Regions from separate parts of the Anas platyrhynchos genome. Here region 2 is linked to region 1. The links are chromatin contacts, called in public Hi-C maps. All regions are on one chromosome and are shown on one strand. The core of a region is the stretch at or near the end of the contact, and the rest is flanking DNA. Distances in the headings are between cores, read along the strand shown. Region 1 has its middle 18 kb from the start of SMAD5. Region 2 overlaps SMAD5 (SMAD family member 5).

The links. A called contact is a pair of places that touch in the nucleus more often than the background predicts.
Region 2: a contact with region 1 is called in a Hi-C map of subcutaneous adipose tissue, with 5 times the contacts expected there. The contact joins two enhancer-like sites. A contact is called at or near these places in 3 of 8 Hi-C or Micro-C datasets (liver, skeletal muscle and subcutaneous adipose tissue).

Annotation. Positions count from the first base shown.
Region 1 is chr14:3,703,161-3,708,713 of IASCAAS_PekinDuck_T2T, forward strand. No RefSeq gene overlaps it. Among named protein-coding and RNA genes, the nearest start is that of SMAD5, 18 kb to the right of the region's middle. Within about 2 kb of position 3,526, at least 3 of the 8 cell types and tissues checked have an H3K27ac peak or open chromatin away from gene starts, as enhancers often do. A contact at or near this core is called in subcutaneous adipose tissue, where this site is marked.
Region 2 is chr14:3,745,087-3,750,639 of IASCAAS_PekinDuck_T2T, forward strand. It overlaps SMAD5 (SMAD family member 5), which reads left to right. Exons shown (of 8, transcript XM_072044641.1): 4 at 195-446; 5 at 1,657-1,776; 6 at 2,422-2,643; 7 at 5,149-5,405. Among named protein-coding and RNA genes, the nearest start is that of SMIM32, 18 kb to the right of the region's middle. Within about 2 kb of position 3,140, at least 1 of the 8 cell types and tissues checked has an H3K27ac peak or open chromatin away from gene starts, as enhancers often do. A contact at or near this core is called in subcutaneous adipose tissue, where this site is marked.

The DNA of each region.
Region 1 (5,553 bases), core at 2,276-4,775:
CGGTCGTCCCAGCCCTGGCCGCGAGGTCCCTCTGGCGGCCCCTCCGCAGCCACAGCCCCGAGCAGCGCCCTCGCCGCCGGGCTGCAGGCGGGGGGACCCGGCGGGCGGACCCGCAGCACACCCGGGTACAACACCGGGGGTCTCCGCCGGGCCCCTTCCTTTCTTTCCAGAAGGAAAGGAAGCCAGCCGCTAGGGAGAGCGGTTCGCTTTGTGTTTCCGAGAAGTAATTGCTGCTAGCGAAGCAAACTTTTTCGTGGCAGAGGTCACAGGGGAAGTGGTGACCTTTTCTCCGTGCTTGCAGGAGGATGGGGAAAGCAGCACCTCTCTCCTCGCCTTTGGGCTTCCAGCCTTGAGTGTGGAAGTGTGGAGCCTCGCCTCGCCTTGTTTATGGTGCCTGCCACGTCCCCACCCTGCACCCAAGGGTTTAGCAGCTTTGGGGAGGGAAGGCAGCCGAGGGCGGCTGGGTGGGAATGCCGCGGGACAATGCGAGCCCGGGGTATCCAAGGGCTCGAGCTGGGCCAAGGTCAGCTATTGTTCCAGGGAATATAAATAGCCCTGCTGGTAACAACGCAAACCCGAGCTGTGCGATGAAAGCTTCGCTTCGCGTTTCGTGCCGAGGTAGGGAAAGTGCAAGAAGTCACCGGGTGGCACCGGGGGAAAGGAGCCTCTCCAGGAGCCACCCCACCCGCACACCGGGCTTACAGGAACCTGGCTGCAAAGCTGTGCCCAGGCTTGGGGTTTGCACCAATAAAGGGTTTTCTTTCTTCCTTTCTTGCAAATAAAAATGGATAAATCTGCTCAGAGGAGAAACCTAAAAAAGTGTTTTCCCCTTCCCTAAACAAATGTTGCGTTTGTACCTGGGTGTATGTGGCAAAGTCAAAATAGGCATTACTTTATAGTAGCGGGAGATAGAAAACTGCTGCTTACATAATGTTCCTGCAAAATCAGGTTTAGAAAAATAAATCTGAGGCTTGCCTGACAAATTTTCGGATGCAAGGACTAGGTAGAGATTTTTTTTTTTTCTTTCATTTGTCAATAATACAGTCAAAACCCCTCCTAGGGGGGAGGAAAAAAAAAGTAGTCTTCCTTTGGGTGAAAGCATTAGTTTTGATTCTTCAGGGAGGGCCTGGCTGAGTCGGGGTCAGGCTATTGTCTTGTGCAGCACAAGTTGAAGGGCAGCCTGGGTGGCTAAAAGTGAAAACGGTTATTGTTCAGCGACTGCTGGTGCTGGCTTGCAGCATATTTGACGTGGCCTGTGGTTGCAGCCTCATCGTGCCTGGCCTTGGCTGCAAGGGTTAGCACCTCACTAAACAAGCAGCCGTGCTGTTTGATTCCTGACAGGCTGTCCACATCACTGCTCTGTGTGATGGGGTGGCTTTGGGGTGCTGGAGGGCTGGGATGGGTCTTTGTGGTAGTGAGGCTTTTCTTTCAGTGGAGGGACAGAGAGCAAGCTAATATCAGGAGACTTCTAAGCTGTTGTCTCCTCTGCGGCCAGAGGACATCAGCATCTCAGGAGTGCTGTAGAGAGAAAGTGGAGTCCAACAGGTAGGATGCTGCCTGGGCCATGGGAAAGCTGGGCTCCATTGCAGGCTCACTGTGGGACCTATGCTAAGATATCTGGGGTCTCTGGCATATGTCCTGAAACGTATTTCACTGAAACTGGATGAAAAAAAATAGTTGTGAATTCAGTCCCTCCTCCAACCTCCATTTCTCCATTGAGAGTTTCACTTCAATAAGCTGAAAGTAATTATCACCGTACAACTCATCCGTGCTATGTAAATCATGTGCTTCGAAGCAAAGACACCACAGGTTAATTTTCAATTAGCTAAAGAGAGGGAGTGTGTGTGCAGATCCTCAACTGACTGAGAAAAGGTGATTTGAGAGAAGCTGCATAAAAGGAATGTCTGTTCTTGTGACGGTGTGAAGCAGTTTCAGACCTCAGAGCCATTACCTACGTTCATTGTGCTGTTTTCTTCTGTTAAAGCGTTTATTTCTAGAAATGGAATGAAAGCCTAAGCTGCATCCCAGGCCCTTTTTGTGAGCCAGGAATCGTCACAGGTACTTAATTGCTTGTGTCTGTTTAACTGGATTGCGGAGAGATGAGACAGTCCGTGCCAATTAACAACGACGCTGCTGAGCTCGTGTGTAAGCAAAGGGATAACTGTGTGCTGAGGCATCGAAACTCTGATTGTAAGAAAAGCACTCTGAAAGCTTTGATTGTATTAATTACAGCATTGCTTCACATTATAGCTTTGGTGCATGTGCTCGTTTATGTCTTGTCTTCCTCTGTCTTGCAAGCCCCGAAGAGATATAATTACAGCACATCTTTCCTCTTTGAGTTTCCTGCTGGGTTATTTTCTGCTTGAAATCAATGCCTGCCAGTGTGCCTGTGAAATTTCCTGAGGAAGTCGTTTAAATGGTGCTGTAAAAACTGCGACTGTTTTAGTAAGTGGGAGCAATCCAGCGTTGTTTCCAGAAACCTGCAGCATGGAGGGCTGGGGAGCTCGTGCCCATCAGCTCCTGCTGTCCCCTATCTGCTGGTGGCACTGCTCTGCCAACACCTGCATGGAAATGAAGTGGGGAAAAAGGGGCATGAATACTGAGCAGTGTGGATGCAGGGCATCAGGAAGGATTGTCCTCTTCAGCATTGAATAAGAAAGTCTGAAATGGGGGACGTGGTGTTATTGCTTCCAGCTGCTGTACTTACAGGTGTCCTCATCTCTTCATTCACATGGGAAATAGCAGAATAACCCCCTTCTCATCTCTTCCAACTTCTCATCATCTTACATTACGATGCATGTGAGAGGCTCTGTTTGAAATCCCAATCTTTGCTGCCAGCCGAACAGTGAGCAGAGGCCAGCTGGTGAGAGCTCCCCAGTGCTGGCTCCCATAGCTGTGAAGCTGGTCCAGATCTACTTCTTACTGCCCTGTCACCCCTCTGACCCTCATGTGCCCAGGAACATTCCTGTGGAAGATGTGTCTTTTCCAAAGTCTGAGGTTTACACTGTTATTTGCAGGCATTTCCATTTGGGCAATTTCATGCAATTCCTTTTCTATGCACTCACACCACTCTGATAAGAGCATCTCAGTATTTTTGTAGCCTGGCAGGTTTTCCACAGCCTCCCAAACAATGGAGCAATTTTCTGTATTCCAGTGAAGATGTATTGACATGCAACTTGTAGCTATTCCTACTCCTTTCTCACTCAATTTCTTTGCTGTTTCTGTGCAAGATATGTCTTCAGAGAGAATGTGCTGTCCACGCTGTTAGAAAGGTTTTGCTATAGAGAAGCAGTGTTGGCATAAAGATTTCAGGAACTAGATATAGAGGGATTTATTTAGGTGAATCACTGCTGTTGTTGAAGAAGACAGACGTGTTGGGTGCAAGCATTTGCTCCCAGCTGTAATGCTACAAAAGGAGCTGTGAGACCTGAGGTGGATGCTGGTAGCAAAGGGCCAGCTTCCTGGGCTCTTGCTTCTAAAATTCTGGCTGTGTCTTACATCAGCTCGCCATCAGATGGAGCAGTTTTGGAAGCAAAGACCAGAGTTGTTCCCCTTCCACTCAGGCAGCATGCTGCAACATCGTGCTCTGGGCATCAGTGAGTCTTCAGTAATTTGGGGCACATGCAGAAGTTTTAAGGGCTCCATGGCATCCCAGTGCTTCCTAGGTGAGGGAGCAGGGAAGTTGGGGCTTTCGGGGTTGTGGTCTGGGTCTGAAATGCCAGGAGCAGATGGGCTCTGGGCTGTCTCTGGCACAGCAGGAGACTTGACCAAGTCTGCCACTCCTTGCTTCACACACAGACCTGTCCTGTATGTGGAGGGGGGGGGGAGACTGAAAGCTCCTTTGCCTCTGGGAGAGAGGAAAGTATTTATTTTTTGTTGTTTTTCTTCAGTTCCAGAAAGGCACAGGGTGAATGACTGCACGCTGTCTCCATTAGCATCTTGTGTGCTCCAGAGCAATACACCTGCTGATTCCCCTGAATAATATGGCTTAAATGAGGTACATTAAACATGCATTTCCTTGTTGTGAATTTCCAGGAGCTCAATAACGCTGTTTTGGCAGGTTAATTCAGCATTCCTCGCAGTGATGTCTTTAAAGGTTCATTAAAACCCTTCAATGAACTCTTACTTTTTTTTTTTTTCTATGTAAAAGGCCAAAATGAAGATTTTTGTGAGTAAAAGGACGTGAAATCTGTCTCACCATGCTGTGGGCCCTGGGGGGGGGGGGAGGGGGGGAAAATGTGGTCTGTCTGTCCCTGCCCATGGTCACCGGGCAGCCCGGCCCTGACCCCTGCCTTGTTGCTGCTTTGCTTTGGAAATGGAAGCCAAGCTTGGCCCAAAGCTCAGGGCCTGGCTGTGTGGGAGAGTTTGTACGCTACAAAAGAGGCTGTTTTGTTTGGGAGGCTTTTGGTTGGGTGCCTCCCCTCACCCCCCAGCAATTCCCTTTAGGTTTCGCAGATGCTACGAAGCCAACACCGTCCGTGCCAACAAATTGTGATTCTAATCCCGCTTCCTGAGCTTTGCGATCCTCCCCGTTTGGCTGGGGGAGTGATTTGTGTCAGCTGGCCCTGGCCTGGCCTCCAAACCACCACAGGCCGTGCCCAAGGCCTGGGCCCTTGTGGCCTGCTCCCAGCTGGGATCCTGCCCTCCCTTGGGGCCTCCTGCCTTAGAAATCACCCCAAAGTGATGATTTCTTTACCCCACTCGGACCCACTGCCACCATCTGCTGTGGGATGAAGGCTCCTGAGGCACTGACAGCAGTGCCGGGAAGAGCCTGGCTCAGCACGCGGGGAAAATCCGTGAAAGTCCCTGCACACGACAACTGGTTAATTTTTGAACAGCCTTGTAGCTATTTTAGTTGCAGTCTCTTTTAAGGAGATCAACACTGAGGGCAAATTCCTTCCCAGATAAATCATGCTCATTCCACATGCACAAGAAAGTGGGGAATTTTGTTTTTCAAGTGGCTGCTTCACGTGTTTCTCTGGCGGGCAGCTCACACGTCACGCCAGCGCTGTTAACTGTGTGAACGGTGCTTGTCAGCGCGTTTTCACACTGGGGTTTTGGCCTCATCTGATGCCTATAGGATAATTAACTCCCCCTGACATATTACTTTAAAATACCAGATGGTTCAAAACCAAAAAACTTTTAGACAAACTGTCAGCCCCAACATTTTAATTGTCTGCTTCTCTGTTTTATGTGGGGGGGCTGTTTTTGTTGTTGATTTTTTTTTTTTCCTTCTTTAAGAGGAAGGAAGGGTGAGAATAGACTCAGGGCACAAGCTGCTTTTCCTTCACCTTGACAGGCACAGTGTGCATCCTAAGAGCGAGGCAGCTGCAGCCTTTGCGCTGCAGCTGCCCTGCAGCAGGGCCCATGGCCAACAGCAACATCATCGGCACAGTCACCTCCCTTCCGTAGGACCCAGCTGTTTCTGTTGTCACTTTTGGCTTGAGTTTTGCCATTGTTCACCTGATGGTGACATGGCACTGCGGTGTCTCTGGAAGAGCGTGGTGGACGTGCCTGGAGGGCCACGGGTGCAGTGTGCATGTATTGAGCTGG
Region 2 (5,553 bases), core at 1,890-4,389, 42 kb after region 1:
AGTTTTAGTCGGTGATAAAGTGTAATTTAAAAATGAAGGAGAGAGGATGTGGTGTTGTCACGACAGATAAATCCTCTTCTCTCCACACGTACCGGTATTGAAATTTCCATGGTGAGCACGTGGTTTATATCCTTTTCCTTCTATTTCAGTTTTTAATCGAAGTTTCTCTGTGTTTTGTTTGCTTGCTTTTTCAGTTCTACCTCCAGTGTTAGTGCCTAGACATAGTGAATTCAATCCACAGCACAGCCTACTAGTTCAGTTCAGGAACCTAAGCCACAACGAACCACATATGCCACACAATGCGACATTTCCAGACTCTTTCCAGCAACCCAACAGCACTCCATTTTCCATTTCGCCAAACAGTCCCTATCCACCTTCTCCAGCCAGCAGCACTTACCCAAGCTCCCCAGCTAGCTCTGGACCATCTAGTCCGTTTCAGCTACCAGGTAAGTACACGTAAGCATAAATGTGAACTTAATGAAAGTAATGGAAAGGTTTTATTGCAGTGCTAAAACCTGTTGTGACTTAACTCAGGAATTTGTGGTACTTACAATAAATTGCTTTGTTGCTTGCATGTTTTAATCTTGGATTCATTGCTGATTAGAGTTGTTTTATCTTTCCAAATATTCTTTGTCACAGATACCATAGTAGTGAGTTATTTTGCACGGCTTCAATGTAGAATAACTGACATGCTTTAGAAGAATGTCAAGCATTGAAAAGAAAGCTGGTGCAACAGGCTTATCAAAAAGGTGTTTTCAATGTCTTTCTGTGAATGAGAACACTTAAGTGTGGTATTTAACTGGAAAAAAATGGAACAAATTCTCAATGGGACAAGCTTAACTGATTTGGGTGAAAATGAGGGGAAAGCCTGACTGAAAGGGGCAAAGGGAAGAAGCCATGTTGAATCTGTCTGATTATTGGTGTGATTTAGAAAGCTGTGAAGGTAAAGAATTACAGAATTCATCTTTCCAGGAGCTCAGTGACCTCATCTTGTTTCTCACACTGCCCATTGCTGAAAAAAGAGTGTCCAGTCAGCACAATATCCCTCTTGAGTGGGGAGTGACCGAGATCAGTAGTAAGGATGATATCCAGAGGATGATATCCAGAGTGAATTTCTGAAATAAGGGGTAACTGTGTTAGTAGACTAACTGCTGCTGATTGGAGGGAGCAATGCAGAGATGCATGCTTGTGCAATGAACTCAGCCTACACAAGCAGTGAAAAAATAACTGTCTGGTGTAGGCCTTCATCAGGCTATAGCAAATAACATCAGTATTTCTACCTCTTCCTCGTTTCTTGTTGTGCAGAGAGAAGCAGTGGGTGCAAAAGCTAGTGTTTGTGGTACTAAAAGTGGGAGCTATAGTCGTTTTGTCCAGCTGCAGAAGTGCAGTTATAAAAAACAAACAAAGAAAAAGGTGCATATCTTAGTTTTTCTCATGTCTAGCCTTGTCTCTTCTAAACTAAGAATGCAGCTGTTGAAGTTTGCTGTAAAGACAGCTGGCTGTATTGTCTTCGTGTTACTTTGAAAACTGGTCCAAATGTTTTAATATCTCCTATTAAAGAATATTTTAATGTGTTTACAACTGTAAAGTGAATAAATAAATAATTAATTTAAATGGTTGAGGTTTATTCAGTCTTTTTTTTTTTCTTGTTTGTAGCTGATACTCCACCTCCTGCATATATGCCCCCTGATGATCAGATGGGGCAGGATAACTCGCAGTCTATGGACACAAGCAATACAATGATCCCTCAAATTATGCCAAATATATCTACCAGAGGTAAGTTGTATAGTATGTAAAAGTAACATTGTTTGGTTTCTTAGTACTCACAACCAAGTTGAATGAATAGCTTCAAATGATGCAATAAATCTGTGTTGATAAGTGGAAGTAGTCCAAGAAAAACTGGAGTTCTAACAGTAAGAACTACGAAGCAAAACTTGCCTTGCTCATTTGCCTCTCTTGCTTTTAATGCCTCAGATGTGTAGTACAGTTTATGATGAATTGAACTTTTTCGTTCTTAGAATTAGGGTTTTTCCTGCTACTTCTGCTTGCTGTCAGAATTGTATATTCACAAAGGCTCTGAAAATTGCCAAAATAATTAAATAATTAATAATAATTAATAATAATTAAAAAAAATTAATAATAATTAAAAAAAAAAAAGTGGAAGGTTTCACCAGGTATCAGTCATTTGTGTTTTTTGTGTCTTTTTTTTCTTGATATAAGACTTAAAATAGGAAAGTGATTAAAATCAACAGACTAGCTGAAATGCGTGAAAATAATTAAGACTAATCAGGACTGTTCTTGCTCATCATAAAAGTTGGCTAAGCTGTTGATTATTGATATCCTGGAAGACTTGCTTTGCAGTTTTAGTTTTAGTATTTTGACATTTATGTAAACTGTTATTTCCATTTTGCTTATTTTCAGATGTTCAGCCTGTTGCCTATGAAGAACCCAAACACTGGTGTTCGATCGTGTATTACGAATTAAATAATCGTGTTGGAGAGGCTTTTCATGCATCTTCTACAAGTGTCTTAGTAGATGGGTTTACAGATCCCTCCAATAATAAAAACAGGTTCTGCTTAGGTTTGCTCTCGAATGTTAATCGCAACTCAACAATTGAGAACACTAGACGACATATTGGGAAAGGTAAAGCTTTGTCATATTATGCATGATTAGGAAGCTGAAGTCTTGTTTTTTACTTCTTCTGTTCTTGTTTGTGAGTAGTCATTGTTGCAGCACAGAGAAGCTGAAGTATTCTGTGGTTTATTATCTACTTCTCCAGTATCTGAAGACAAGTTACTTAGGCATGGTTTGTTTCTAATTGGTTTAGAAATGGCATACATTTTTCTTTATTACTTATTTAAAAATTTAACTCATTCTTACCAAACTGTAGTGTCATAGGGGCTTTTCGTTATGGTTAATGATATTCTGTATGTAGAAATTTTTATTTCAGCACCAAGAAACACACTGCAGGACTTCTGAAGTTCTATATCTGCTTCGTAAATCAAATTCTTCATACCACTTTACAGTATATCAAAGATACACTTTTTATTTTTGTTGTTCATGCAGGGTATTACACTGCTGTCTACAGTATGTTCAAATATCTTGCATAAGTTGGCAGCAGGACTTTGAAGTGCTAATGTAAAACTGCAAGGGCTCATTTGTCTGAGTGAATCCATGGGTGTGTATGTGTGTGGGAGGGATTCCTGGAGACAGCAGGTTTTGCAAGATCTTCTAGTTTTCCCGTAATGTTTGGCTGATAGCATGTATAGATGCGCAGTGTTCATCCTTGATGGAATGTGCTTGGATTATCTTAAAATGTAGTGCTCCCTTTCTGAGCATGCCCTTTTTTGTAATTAACTGGTGAAGTCCTGAGAAGAGAACCTGATTTCTATTGCACCGATCCAGAGGCCTTTTTAGCACCTAAAATTGTTTGATATGTTCAGGCTTCAGCTTTCCAGATGCAAGTCACTGTTGCTGATAGTGCATCTTCAAGGCCTGTCCTGTCCCTTATGAGGCTTTTAATTAGAAACTACTATAAACATGGCAACACTTTTCAGTTGTTTTGGAAACTGCCAGACGTATATTAATATTTTTTAGAAATTTATCTCTGCAATTCTGTTGTCTAAGAAGGATTAATATAAATGAAAAACAACTAATTTTTTCTGAGGTGGATGGGAGTAGGGGAAAATGATTGTCAGATTTTTTGCTTTGACCACTTTTGATAGTACTGGCAGAGAAATGTTACATTTAAAATGGATCCAAGATCACATAGAGTAGTAGGAACTACAAGTAAATCTGGAGCTTCAAAATGCTGTGTGTCTAGTACTAGTTACTAAGCTAAAACTGCTTTGTAGTAGCATTCCTGAGAAAAATTCAGATTGGTTTGGGATAAAAGGTAATGTGTGGCTTTTGTTCAGACGGTCTTGGAGTTTTTTGCCTCCCAAAAACTACCCAATTCTATCTGCTGAACTTCTGTAGACATACTGTAGTGCAAGCACAAATGATTTCTAATTGTGCATTTTTGTTTTGACATATCAGTTTTCTTCTCAGACTGTTATATTATACAGCTCCCTTCTTTTTATATCTCTCAGTAGGCCTTTACCAAAAATAATTCAGCTAGCAAGTGGTGGTGGTCTCTGTGCCATAAATAGGGTTGTGTAGTGAAGATGTATTCTTGCTCACCCAGATTTTCTGCCAGCTGTTTATAGTTGATCAAGCCAAGGGTTCCTCTGTGTAAACTTCATTCTGCCATAGTCCTAAATGGATCTAGCAATGTTCACGACAGTTGTTGCTGTCTGAAAGATCAGCTTGCATCTGTTGGCTTGCTACAGCCTCACCTGGTAAACGATGGCATAGTCAGCAGTTGATTCTCTGAGCCTTTCAAGAAAGACTTAACCAAACTGAACTAAAACACAACTGTATGGCAGTGGCGGGTGGGGGAAAAAGGGCGAAGATGTGGTGGAAAAGTGGCGGTGAGCATCCGTGGTCAGACACTGAAAGGATTAGTGGCTTTTATGTTTAAATTTTGAGTCAGATGTTGTATGTAGTAGGAGCTTCAGAATATAAAGAGAGGGAATTATTTATGTGCATTGCTGAATCCAGGCAGTTATAATAAGTCTAGGGTCTACCTTGATTTTTAAAGTCCGTAAAACCTGATGTTATTTAATTTGTACAGATAATGGGACTCACATCTGCCTTTGCTTGAAAAAATAGGCTGAAAATCAGAGCAGACTAGGGATGTACTTTCTCATTCATGTCTATCACTACCCCTGCACCGAAGACTCTTTTATTTTCTTTGGAATTCCCATGGGTGGAAGCCAACAGTTTTTTAACACTGCAGTTTTAGAATCTGCATAAGTTCTCTAGGAAACTAGCTTGAAATAGCTGTTGACATGGGAAGTAGTTTTTTCGTTTTGTTCTGTAGTTGACGAGAGAAGGACATCTAGTGGTTGATGTGTAATGAAGCCTGTTGTATTTTGAAATGGAAATGTGTTACACTGGGCATAAGACGGTTGGGACAAAACAGCTTTTTCAAAAAGCTTGTTGAACAGAAAATTTACGTAGTTGTCTCTGATTTCAAGGGGATTAAGTACTCTGTTTTTTTATTTTGAAAAAGAAAAATTGAAACATTTTTCTCTTTTTTTCAAGGTGTTCATCTCTACTATGTTGGTGGGGAAGTCTATGCTGAGTGTTTAAGCGATAGCAGCATATTTGTACAGAGCAGGAACTGCAACTACCACCATGGCTTTCATCCAACAACTGTGTGCAAGATTCCTAGTGGATGCAGTCTGAAAATTTTTAACAATCAGGAATTTGCTCAGCTTTTAGCTCAGTCTGTCAACCACGGATTTGAAGCAGTATATGAACTCACCAAAATGTGCACCATTCGAATGAGTTTTGTGAAGGTAAAGAAATTATTTTGGGGGTATTTAAACTTATTGTGAATTTGGGTACTCAGCAGTAATTTACAATAGCACCATAGCGATGTAGCAAAGCAGTTCTGAACCTGATTTGCTTATTTTCAATTTTAAAATACGTTGAAAATGCTGACTT